Regions from separate parts of the Capsicum annuum genome. Here region 2 is linked to region 1. A link is a contact called in public Hi-C data. All regions are on one chromosome and are shown on one strand. The core of a region is the stretch at or near the end of the contact, and the rest is flanking DNA. Distances in the headings are between cores, read along the strand shown.

Region 1 (4,769 bases), core at 719-3,218:
TTAAAAACCACTTTTTTCGGCTCGGACATGCGCATACTCCAAGTATTTACTTCCGCATGACCTCATCAATATGAGAGTTAGATACGCACGCCTGCTCTGTGATTTTTTCCTTACTCTTTAAACTATTATTATATTTTTATATTTTCTTTTTATTTTTGGATAAAATTAGTAAAAAATACACAATTGAAACATATAAACTATTGTACTATATGACTATGCGGCGATTAACAGTTAACAGAGAGCCTAAATTTATTGAAAAATCAGCTTTCGGTTTACAAAGAACATTCATTAATTTAACTAGTATTTGATATGTATGTGTCAATTGAACGTTTACTTATTGTTCAAGAACTTACCGACAGTGAATTTGATCTTTGTGATACTTCATATTTACCGAATTTGAATGTTGGTTCTTCAAGCAATATAGACCAACAACAAACAGTTGAAGGATCTGACAGGAACTCAAATAATATAAATAACTTGACTTGAACACAAAGAAAAACTTACATAGAGAAAGGCTGGGAATAACTAAAAAATGAAAGGAAGTCGTTGGTAGGGCAACGACTTGTAAGTCGTTGTGGCCTGTAGGTCTAGCGACTTACAAGTCACTGGCCCACCAACGACTTCTAAATTGTTAGGCCAAGGCGTTTTGTTCCATTTGATTTCTTCCAGTATTCATTGTTCCTTTTGTCATTTTTGCTCCAAAAGTCGGCCTTTTCGACTCGAACTCTGCTTAAAAACACACTGAACATCAACGTATAAGAGGGGGAAGAGGGAGGGAGGGGGGGGGGGGGAATAAAGACTATTATCCTAGTTCAAGAAGATGATTAAGTTGATAATTTAAAGGGGTCTTTAAGTACTCTGCCTTTTGATTTGTACAGGCACTAAACTTTCTTGAAAGAAAATAAGAAAAACGGAAGAAGACGACTTATAAATACAGAGTTCTTTGTATATCTTTTATTCAATCATAAGCAGTCTCAAATATTAGCACAAGATTTGTAAACATGATTAGCTAACTTGATGATAATTAAAGAGAAGTTCTAAATTTATATTTGGAGTAACAACATAATACGAATTGATTAATCCAATATTAACCGTCAATCTACGTTAGGCGAGAAAAAGACTAATAGAAAAATGTAGTGAAATGAATGTCATCTCTTTAATTTTACCAGAGGTCATCACTTTTTTTGAAATAAAGGTTGGGTGAGCTAGCCAATTTATGGACCAGTCTACACAGACTAGCCGCGGTTAAGAAAAAATAAAAGACTTTTTAATGTGTAAATAAAGTTGTACTAAAATACTTATAGCTAAAATACGAAAAGCTTTTAGAGAATTTTACTGAAGTTTGAAATGTTCAAAGTCTGGAATTTTACCCCGACTTTCATGGTGTTTTTAATTCAAATTTTTTCATGGAGTTTTGAATTGCCTTAGAAAATTCCTAAAGGTTTTTTCGTGTTTTAGCTAAGAATATTTTTGTCCAAATTTTATTTGTGCATTAAAAAAGTTGAATACTTTTAAAATAGTGGTTAAATTAGCAGTTTAAACAGTAGCTATTTTCCCATTTCTCCTGAATCTGAATTAGTCCGCTGGCCATAATTGTGCACTGAATACTGGTTGTTTACAACAAAATACTGATTCCCCCCAAAACTAAGATAAATAATTTTAAAATATTTCAACAATATAATTCTGTCCAATAAAAATTTGTGGTGGAACATTTGAATAATGATTGTGGGAATCACTCTATATCATCCAAAGAAGCAAATTTAAAAAGAACTTCATCTGAAGAATGATGAGCGTGACCATACCAAATGGAGTATAGTAAGATTAACGTTACATGAGTACATAATTTTGTCTGTTGTGACAGTCATAGGAAATTGCCCTTGCAAAATCTAAAAGGTGGTGGCTCATCATATATATAATGCTATATGATATGAATAGACAATTAATTGGGTACCTTCCCATGCAACTTCCACGAAACTAGTCCCATGATATAACTCCTATTATCCATCAACTATTTTTATCCTCTTTCTGTTCCTTCCTTCGTCTGCTTCTCTTTCCCACTCTTTCCTCCAAAATTTCCTCATTATTTTTTTTTAAAAAAATTCCCTCTTCTTATGTATATATATTTATATATATATATATAAACCATGTTGAGTCCTCTATTCTTCATCAATTCATCCTCCTATACACTAACAAAATATCAATCTATTTGTATTATTAATTAACAAAATGGCTGGATTGGGACGTGACATTGTGTTCGAGGATTTCTTCCCATCGATGGTGGAGAAACTCGGTTCAGAAGGGTTCCTGAAGGAGCTACAGAATGGTTTTCGAGTGCTGATGGATGAGGAGAGGGAGGTGATCACGTTCGATAGCTTGAAGAGGAATTCAGCATTGTTAGGGTTGGAAGGAATGAGTGATGATGAACTAATGTGCATGTTGAGGGAAGGGGATATGGATGGAGATGGTTGCTTGAATGAGAAGGAATTTTGTGTGCTGATGGTAAGGTTGAGCCCTGATTTGATGGACAAATCAAGAATGTGGTTGGCTCGGAGTGTTGAAAATGTGTTTTAATTTTGGACTAGGAGTATTATTGTTAGGCTATGCTAGCTAGGCCCTATTGTACTACTATAATGTTATTTTTTCCCCTACGTGTCTGTCTCTAGTTTATTACTGGAGTTGATTGCTATGGTTCTTTTGTTTTTTGTCATCGTTAATGTCTTTTCTTCAGAATTCAATGAATTTTTGGTTGTTACTCTCGTCTACCCATTTTATATCCCGATGTTTAACTTAGTTTTCAATATGTGGCGTTTACATTTACTTATTTGATAATTATTTAATGATAATATATCCGTTTTTATCCTTATTGGATCTCACTCAACAAGAAAAGATAATTAAAAAAAAAATATTAAAGTGACATCATAAATAAGGGTAATTTAGTAAACGTACATAACAAAGTCTTCTCTTATTTCAAACTTTGTGTAAAGTTAAATTAAACCGCATAAATTGGGATGGAGGGAGTATAAAATACCAAAATTACCTCTACCATCAACTACGGGTGGAGCTATAGTGTTTTAGTTTCTGGTTCAGTATAACCAGTAATGTTAGTTAAAATTATGTATTTATGTTAAAATAATTTATTTAATATGTATAAATAAATTATTGAGAACCTAGTAAGCTGCCTCCACCATCAGTGATCACATGTTATTTCAAATTCTCTAATTTCCTCATAAAAATCTGAACTTTTTTGTTAGATGAATCCAAATAGTTGTTTGTCATTAAATATACAATGAAGTAGTTTATGAAAATACATGTGACAACTTCTTACAAAATATACTATTGAAAAATTGAAGTGTATCAATATAATGTGGGATGTGTTAGGATTTGCGTTACGTCAACTATTTGCTAAAAAAATGGTTCTTCATGTCCAAAGGCTCAGTAATTAATGGGCCCAGTTGGATGGCAACTAAACAATTTTCTTCAATAATTACAAAAAGGTGGCACTTGTGACTCTGACTCTTCGTGATCGATATAAGTACTCTACTGAAAACAGAACAATCAATTGTTGATGTGAAGTGTGAACCCTCTTAAGATATTTACTGTGAAAAATGACTCCAAATATGATAACATAACTCCTCTTGTAGTAGGCAATGTTTCGGTTTTTGAAAGTCACGATTAATTTTTAAAATTAAATTAGATTAGATTAATTTAATATTTTAAAATTAAAATTTAAATATTCAAAAATTATATGAAAAGTACTATAAGTTGCAACTTTTCTTTTTTCAGTATAATTAATAAATACATCTTAAAATATTAATCAAAATTTATATCGTTTGACTTTTTTTAAAAAAAATATGTCAATTATTTTAAGACGGAGGGAGTACAATACAATTGTAATGGAAACTTCAATTATTTTAATGGTATTAGTAGTAAATTTTATTGATGTACTTTGTTAAAAGAGTTTACAGTGTGAAAAATTTAATATGTATGTTAATGTAGTTTCAAATGATAGCGTAAAAAAAGAATCCAAGGTACCAACATATGTTGAGAGTGATCATTAGTTTTTTTTTTTTTTTTGGTGATAAAATGACGATATTAATTAATTAAGCATAGTTGCAAAAGTTGTCTGAATTAGTAGCCACATCACGGCATACTAGGCGACTAGAGTCAATATTAATTGCTCTTAGATATGTAGTTCCTTCCGAATCCCATTGGACTACATGGGATAGGTGGGATGGGGGGCTTGACAAAATAAAAGGCACATTTGCTCCATGATTGATTGTCCCATTTTTGTTAGTCCATCAGCAACTTGATTTTGTTCCCTAAAGATATGGGATGGTAGAGACGTTTGGATTGCCTATATCAATGACCTGCACTCATGTAGCAAATTATGATAATGTGAGTCTTCAACTTGTAACATGTGTATCATAGTTAGTGAATCAACATTGATAATAATAGGCTTAATGTTGTTGTTGATTGCAATCAGGAGTCCACGTCTGAGAGCCATGATTTCTGCTTGAATAGGGGTAGCTTTAGCAATCCCTTCATAGAACCCGATGACCCACTTCCCCTCATGGTCTCTAATCACTCCTCCTAAATCTGCGTTGCCACTCTTTCCTCTACAAGAGCCATCACTGTTAAGTTTAAAACATCGATGGGAGAGGCTCCCATTTGAGGGAAATGGTGGTCCTGTCTTTCTGAGGCTTCTATTTTTTTATGAGCAGGTTATACTCAATTATATGATTGATGGTCATTTGGACACTGATGGCTTC
Region 2 (6,760 bases), core at 323-2,822, 560 kb before region 1:
CCTAATGAGGTGCTTTTAAAAAGTAGCTTATAAAAAGCAAATTTTAGCCCCTTTTTAAGCAAGTTTTAAATTGCTAAATACTTAAAAAGGTTAAAAATATCTTAAAAGCTATTTTTTATTTAAAATAAGCTCATCCAAACACCCACTAAATAGCCAAGTTGAGGGGGGTTATTTAAGACCTCAAATAGTGCGGAGAAATTCTGAATAAAACATGCTAAAATTAGGAGGTTTTAATTGGATGTTCTGTCTAAATCAAGCCACTAAAAGAGAGGTAACGCATCTTTCTTTCTGTCTTGTAAATCTCCTTCGAGATTTCATTATCATGATTGATTGATTATAGTGCACACTATACAACTAATAGCGTTATCAAAAAACATATCCAAATGTTATACTGGGCTTCTTTTGCTAATCTGAAATCGTAAGCCCAAAGCATGCACTACGTTTTGCAGAACAGACGTGTAATACAAAGAATGAGTAAAAATGGCCATCTCTTGCTCCACATTTTGAAATTTAGCCACCATTTAAAATGTAATTGAAATATAATCAATTTTCAGTTTTGAAGATCTTTTTTCCCATTGTCTTTTTCCTTGAATATATCTTATTCTATTATCAAAGATTCAAGTTAAGGTGATCATGACGACTCTGGTCATTTTCGAGCAGCAAATCCCAAGTCAGCTTTCTCTTGCGTGATCATAAGGGAAATATATATTTTATTTTATTTTATCTTTTAGTTTTCTTTATTTAGATAAGCGAAAGAGAAGTTCAAAAGAGCAATAACCATATAGATTGAATATAATAGCCATACAACTCTTATTCAGTAAGGCTGTTGTCACTAATGTGTCTTTGTTGATCCCTTCTCATTGCTTCCAAGAGTAATTAAATATGAAAGGAAATTGATAAAATCAAAATATTGTGTCCAACATTCGTATTGAAATCCGACTAATTCAAATTCATGGTAAACAAGGAAAGACGAGAAGGTGAGTTTAATGTGAGAATTGGTCTAGCTAACAGACCGGGAAAATTGACAATTGAGTTAATTCAATAGAGTGGTCGATTTACATGCATTTTTATATTTTAGTATTGTTATAATTTCCTAAAGGAGCAGTAATTTTCATCTTGCCTGAATATTCCCTTATTTACTCCCCAACAAACATACTCCTAACTCTTTAATGTACTTTTATTCCTTTAGATCTCTAATCATCTGTCCACCACCCTCTTTTGTCAATTCTTCTGACCCTTCAGCTTTTTTTTGACTTTTACATACCTTTTCCTAGGAAGTTTCCTACCCACACATAACACATTATGTTGACAATCTTATTCTAGTAAAGGATGTCCAGTCAATATTCCCTTTCTTAATCATGTCACATTTGAACCACCATGTTCAAACTAAGCATCAAGTCCAAATCCACTTGTTCTTTTCGGTTTTGTTGTGTGGTTATCTTTTAATTTTTGTGTTTTGTATAATTAATGTTGACATAGAGATGAATAAAATATGATTAGTGAAGATTCATATAGCTGACACCAACTCACATGAAATTGAGACGTAATTGGCTACCTTTACATTTTTGTGATCTGTATTCACATGTAAAGACTATACTAGTTGACGTTGAATGTTCATACCTATTTAAAAAACTATACTTATTGGACATTTATAATTTATAGAAGTATGGAAGTGGTTTGATTATTCTCCGTGAGCTAATGGCTACTTACCTATAATAATCAGTGCATAAATTCCAACATGACGGCTCAGTCAACGCATTTGATCCACCCCAACAGTGCGAGAGAATATCAAAGATCTACTGCAAATTAATTTTCATGCAAATTGGCATAATAAAACTTCATAAGCAATGAAATTAAGCACAAGCGAGATACGTCTATTTCCAGTTGTTCTTGTTCTGTTTTTTTCTATAGCAACTGCTTCAGATATTATTAACACCAATAAATCCCTGCGAGATTCAGAAACTTTAGTCTCCAATGACAAAAGATTCAAATTCGGGTTCTTTAGTCCTGAGACTTCGACGGATCGTTACGTTGGTGTTATGTTTAATATCCAATCACCAACTGTTGTATGGGTAGCCAACAGAGAGAAACCTTTACAGGATTCTAGTGGAAGAGCGACAATATCAGATGATGGAAATCTTGTAATCTTGGACTCACAGAATGAGAGTATATGGTCATCAAATATTTCGCCAGCTGTGAGAAATTCTACTGTCCAGCTCAGGGATACTGGAAACTTAGTTCTACAGGACAGCTCCAATGGGAGAGTTCTCTGGGAAAGTTTTCGGGATCCTTCAGATTCGTTCTTGCAGTCAATGAAACTTGGCGTTGATAAAAGTACTAACATGACAAATCTGCTGAAATCATGGATAAGTCCTTCAGATCCATCTGTTGGGAGTTTCTCAGCTGGTATTCAACCTGAAACTGTTCCGCAGATTTTTATACGGAAGAATGGCAAACCTCATTGGCGTAGCGGTCCATGGAATAAACAGGTTTTTATTGGAGTACCAGACATGACTTCTTTCTATCTCAATGGATTTGATCTAGTAAATGACAACAAGGGCACTGCGTACGTGTCCTTTTTATATGCAAATCAGGCTGAGTTGGCCTATTTCACCTTGAACTCAACAGGTTTTTTGCAGCAGAAATATTTGAATCCTAGTAAGAATGATTGGGAAGTAACATGGGAATTTCCTGCAACTGAGTGTGATTTTTATGGAAAATGTGGACCTTTTGGAAGCTGTGATCCTAGAAGTTCACCAATCTGTTCTTGTTTAAAGGGATTTAAGCCGAAAAATGAAGAGGAATGGGCGAAAGGAAACTGGAGTCGTGGATGCATCAGAAACGCCATGTTAGAGAGCGAAAGAAACAACTCTAACCTTGAGCAAGGAAAGCAAGATTGGTTTTTGAAGCTGCAGTCAATGAAAGTGCCGGATTCTGCCATTTGGGTACCTTTCGCAGATGAAGATTGCCACAAGGGTTGCTTGAGGAATATTTCTTGCATAGCTTATTCAAACCACATAGGCATAGGATGCATGCATTGGGAAGGAAACTTACTAGATGTTCAAAAATTCTCCACGGCTGGGGCAGATTTATTCCTTCGCCTTTCGTACTTTGAGCTTGGTAAGACTTCTTTTCAGAACTATAATGTTAGCTATAAACCTCTGCTTGCTAAAGACATGTATAAATTGACACCTTTTTCATAGTGCAGATCAAAAAAGAGAATATAAAGTAGTCATTGCCATCATAGTCCCAGTAGGCTCAATAATTCTTGTCATTATCGGATATATTTCCTACAAATATTTAGCAAAGCGTAGAGGTAACAAGCTTATCTGAAACATTAGAAAATCTGCAGTAGCTTTAATCATTCAGATTTCAAATCACTTTAACGTGTTTTTGAATCAGGACGTAATAGAAAGAGTGAGCTCTTATTAAGAGAAACATTGCCAAACTATTACAAGGAAAACATGGTTACAGAGGAAATCAATCAAGCTAAATTTGAAGAGCTGCTTGTATACAACTTCGACATCTTAGCAAATGCAACTGAGGATTTTCATCTGTCCAGTAAGCTTGGACAGGGAGGTTTTGGTCCAGTTTACAAAGTAATGATTTGTTTGATCTAGTGTCTTATTAATGTTTTTAAGAAAAAATATTCAAGTATATGATGTAATTGCAGGGGAAATTGCCAGATGGACAGCAAATTGCTGTGAAAAGGCTTTCACAGTCTTCTGGTCAGGGGCTAGCGGAGTTCATGAATGAGGTTGTGGTGATTTCGAAACTTCAACATCGTAATCTTGTTAGACTTTTTGGTTGCTGCATAGAAAGAGGGGAAAAGATGCTGGTTTATGAATACATGCCAAAAAGAAGCTTGGACGCCTATCTCTTTGGTTAGTTATTACTATTAGTTTTCTTTTATTTTCCATGGCGTCTAGCTAGAAGAAACTTTTCTTTATTTAAACTTGTCAAATTTGCAATGTACTTTCAGGGTCACAGCAACAAGAGGAAGAGTTCCTTGATTGGAGTAAACGTGTGATCATAATTGAGGGAATTGGTCGGGGCCTCCTTTACCTTCACAGGGATTCAAGACTGAGGATTATTCACAGGGATTTGAAGGCAAGCAACATTTTGTTGGATGAACAACTGAACCCCAAAATTTCAGATTTTGGCATGGCAAGGATTTTTGCAGGCAACCAAAATCAGGCCAACACAAGCAGAGTTGTTGGAACCTAGTAAGTTGTTGTATCTTTCTCTTTTATCTTTTCATGATTGAAAATAATACACCAAGTAAACATTCAAAATTATAACGTGATGCAGTGGTTACATGGCACCTGAATATGCAATGGAAGGAAGATTCTCAGAGAAATCAGATGTTTACAGCTTTGGAGTACTGTTATTGGAAGTTATAAGTGGAAGGAGGAACACTAGCTTTCACCAAGATGATGGTGCATTAAGCCTTCTAGCATATGTAAGTTTGTATGAAAATTAAGCTACACTTCACATGAAATGTCAACTTTTCGTAATTCACGTTTCTATTGTTTTATCAATGAGCTTTCTCTGCAGGCATGGAAGTGTTGGAATGGAAACAAGATTGTGGAATTGGTTGACCCCAAGATAACTGATGTGCAACTCGAAAAGGAAATTCTGAGATGTGTACATGTTGGACTATTATGCGTACAAGAATATGCAGAAGACAGACCAAATGTCTCTATGGTTTTGTCTATGCTCACCAGGGAAATTGATGATTTACCAAGTCCTAAACAACCTGCATTTACAACAAGACCAAGCCTTTCTAAGAAAGAGTCTCAAGGCTCCGTGAACAATGTTACCATTACTATTATAGGAGGACGATAAGACGTTTAAGATTTTTATTTAGACATGATATTATTCTTTCCTCTCTAATTATTACTGTTTCTGATTCTTTTGGTCGTGGTTTAACACTATATTACCTCAGTACATTAAGATCCAAGAGAAAAGTGTAAACCGTGCAAGTCACTTATGCTTAATAGCAGAACCCATATCCAAGCAAGAAGAAGCAAAGCTAGACTTCAAACTCAAGAGTACAAGTAGCCTGAACAGGTGTTGCAGAAACTTAGAGAAGCTCTTCCACTTGTGGATTGAGATCATTTAGAGTTAGCTTCGTGTACAGCTGACTCTGAAGCTGAACAACTTTTCTAGGCAAAGGCATTCTTACAGCGCAGTTAGTGGGTCACTGGATCAACGGGGAAGCCCGTTGGGAGCATACATCAAATAGACATCAGAAAATGCTTGGAACTAAACTCATGTCAAGCCAAGAAAATTTGCATTATCACAGGTAATGTACTACAAGAATTCTTGGGAGTAGTAAGACACAGAGATGATAGCATGTAAAATTTTCAAAATTCATGTAAAGATTAAACCTTTCCTTAAAATTGTTACCATACCTATTCTTCTGCTGATGCCTTTACTAAATACTACAATGAAGAAGCCTAGAAATGTGTAATCTGATTTTTGGGATTGTAAACTTACGAGAGTGAGACAAGCATTCTACAAACTGGTGATAGTATGTAAAATAATCTACTCTTCTGTTAGAGTGCGTGCCCTACCAATTTTAATATTTTACTCTACTTAGTTGCCTATCTGCGGAACATGTAAGCTAACGTGTTTCACTGAAGTAAAACTTGAACACAGTATTTTTACGTGGAAAACATTCGACTCATGAAAGGTGTAAGAAAACACCTCTATAGGATTTAACCCCTACTTCACTATAACTCTTGAGCCTCAACAATCAACAAATTACAAGACTTCTTGTAAACTAGGAATTAAAACTTCTAACTCCTACTTCTATAAAATACTAATCCCAAGTCTTTGAGTTCCCCAACTTGAAGACATTAATCCTAACTCAATTTATACTTTACTGAGACTAGAGATTACAACTCAATATGACTCAATGACCAACCTATTACACAAAGTGTATGACTCTAAGTAAAGGACCTCCACTTACTTCTTCAAGTTGTAGAACTGATTTGCTGATTGTTGACTATCCTTTTTGTGCGTAAGTGAAACACTTGAATGTCGTTTGTTGTATTTAAGCCAACCCCTGATGGAGTCCTTTAGTTGATGTACTCTTCTATCTTCAATAGGACTCCTAAGTAGTTTCACTCCCTCTTTGCTGTCATCTGTCTCCTTGCTTGAATAGGACTCTTCTTTTCTATCTCATAGTCTTTGCAGGACTTCTTGATCAACTCAACTTCTAGATGTTGCACTTATCCTCTCCTTTGCATCTACTTCAACTGATGTGATAAGTGTTGAGAGCATGTTACTTATCCACTCCTATTTTTACGCAGTGTCATTTTATCGATAGTCTTGCCTGTAACTTGTTCACTTGTTTGAAACAGATTGCACAACATGTTTCATTCATATGTCCATTATCAAAACTTCACATTCCCTAACATCTTCCAACCTAGTAACATCAAAGAAATGAGTATTAGGTGATGCATCTAAGTCCTTTTACATACTCTAGATACTTTCACATACCGATGTGGAATATTTAGCTTTCCAAGAAAGGTATATTTCTTATGAGTAAGATCAACACTTGGAATCGAGGTCCACATTCCTCTGCTTCCAGCCAATTCCTAGCAACATAAATTGTTGGTATAGTATACCACAATTACAATAATTCCAGTTGAAATAATAAAATGAATAAAAAATGAAGAAAATAATATAATCATTCTTCTTGGCTAAGGCGCGGATATCTTGCTTTCTTTAAGGAGATTCAAGCCTACTG

The links. Hi-C and Micro-C count contacts between places; a contact is called where the count stands out from the background.
Region 2: a Hi-C map of leaf shows a contact between it and region 1, with 9 times the contacts expected there. The contact joins the promoter of LOC124896029 here to the promoter of LOC107861248 in region 1. A contact is called at or near these places in 3 of 5 Hi-C or Micro-C datasets (leaf and pericarp).

Annotation. Positions count from the first base shown.
Region 1 is chr2:132,377,391-132,382,159 of UCD10Xv1.1, reverse strand. LOC107861248 (calcium-binding protein KRP1) reads left to right here and starts at 1,968. Exons shown (of 1, transcript XM_016706598.2): 1 at 1,968-2,752. The coding sequence starts at 2,227. The coding sequence ends at 2,571.
Region 2 is chr2:132,932,612-132,939,371 of UCD10Xv1.1, reverse strand. It overlaps LOC124896029 (G-type lectin S-receptor-like serine/threonine-protein kinase At1g11330), which reads left to right and starts at 1,572. Exons shown (of 6, transcript XM_047407032.1): 1 at 1,572-3,120; 2 at 3,403-3,599; 3 at 3,674-3,884; 4 at 3,983-4,226; 5 at 4,312-4,462; 6 at 4,558-5,432. The coding sequence starts at 1,848. The coding sequence ends at 4,848.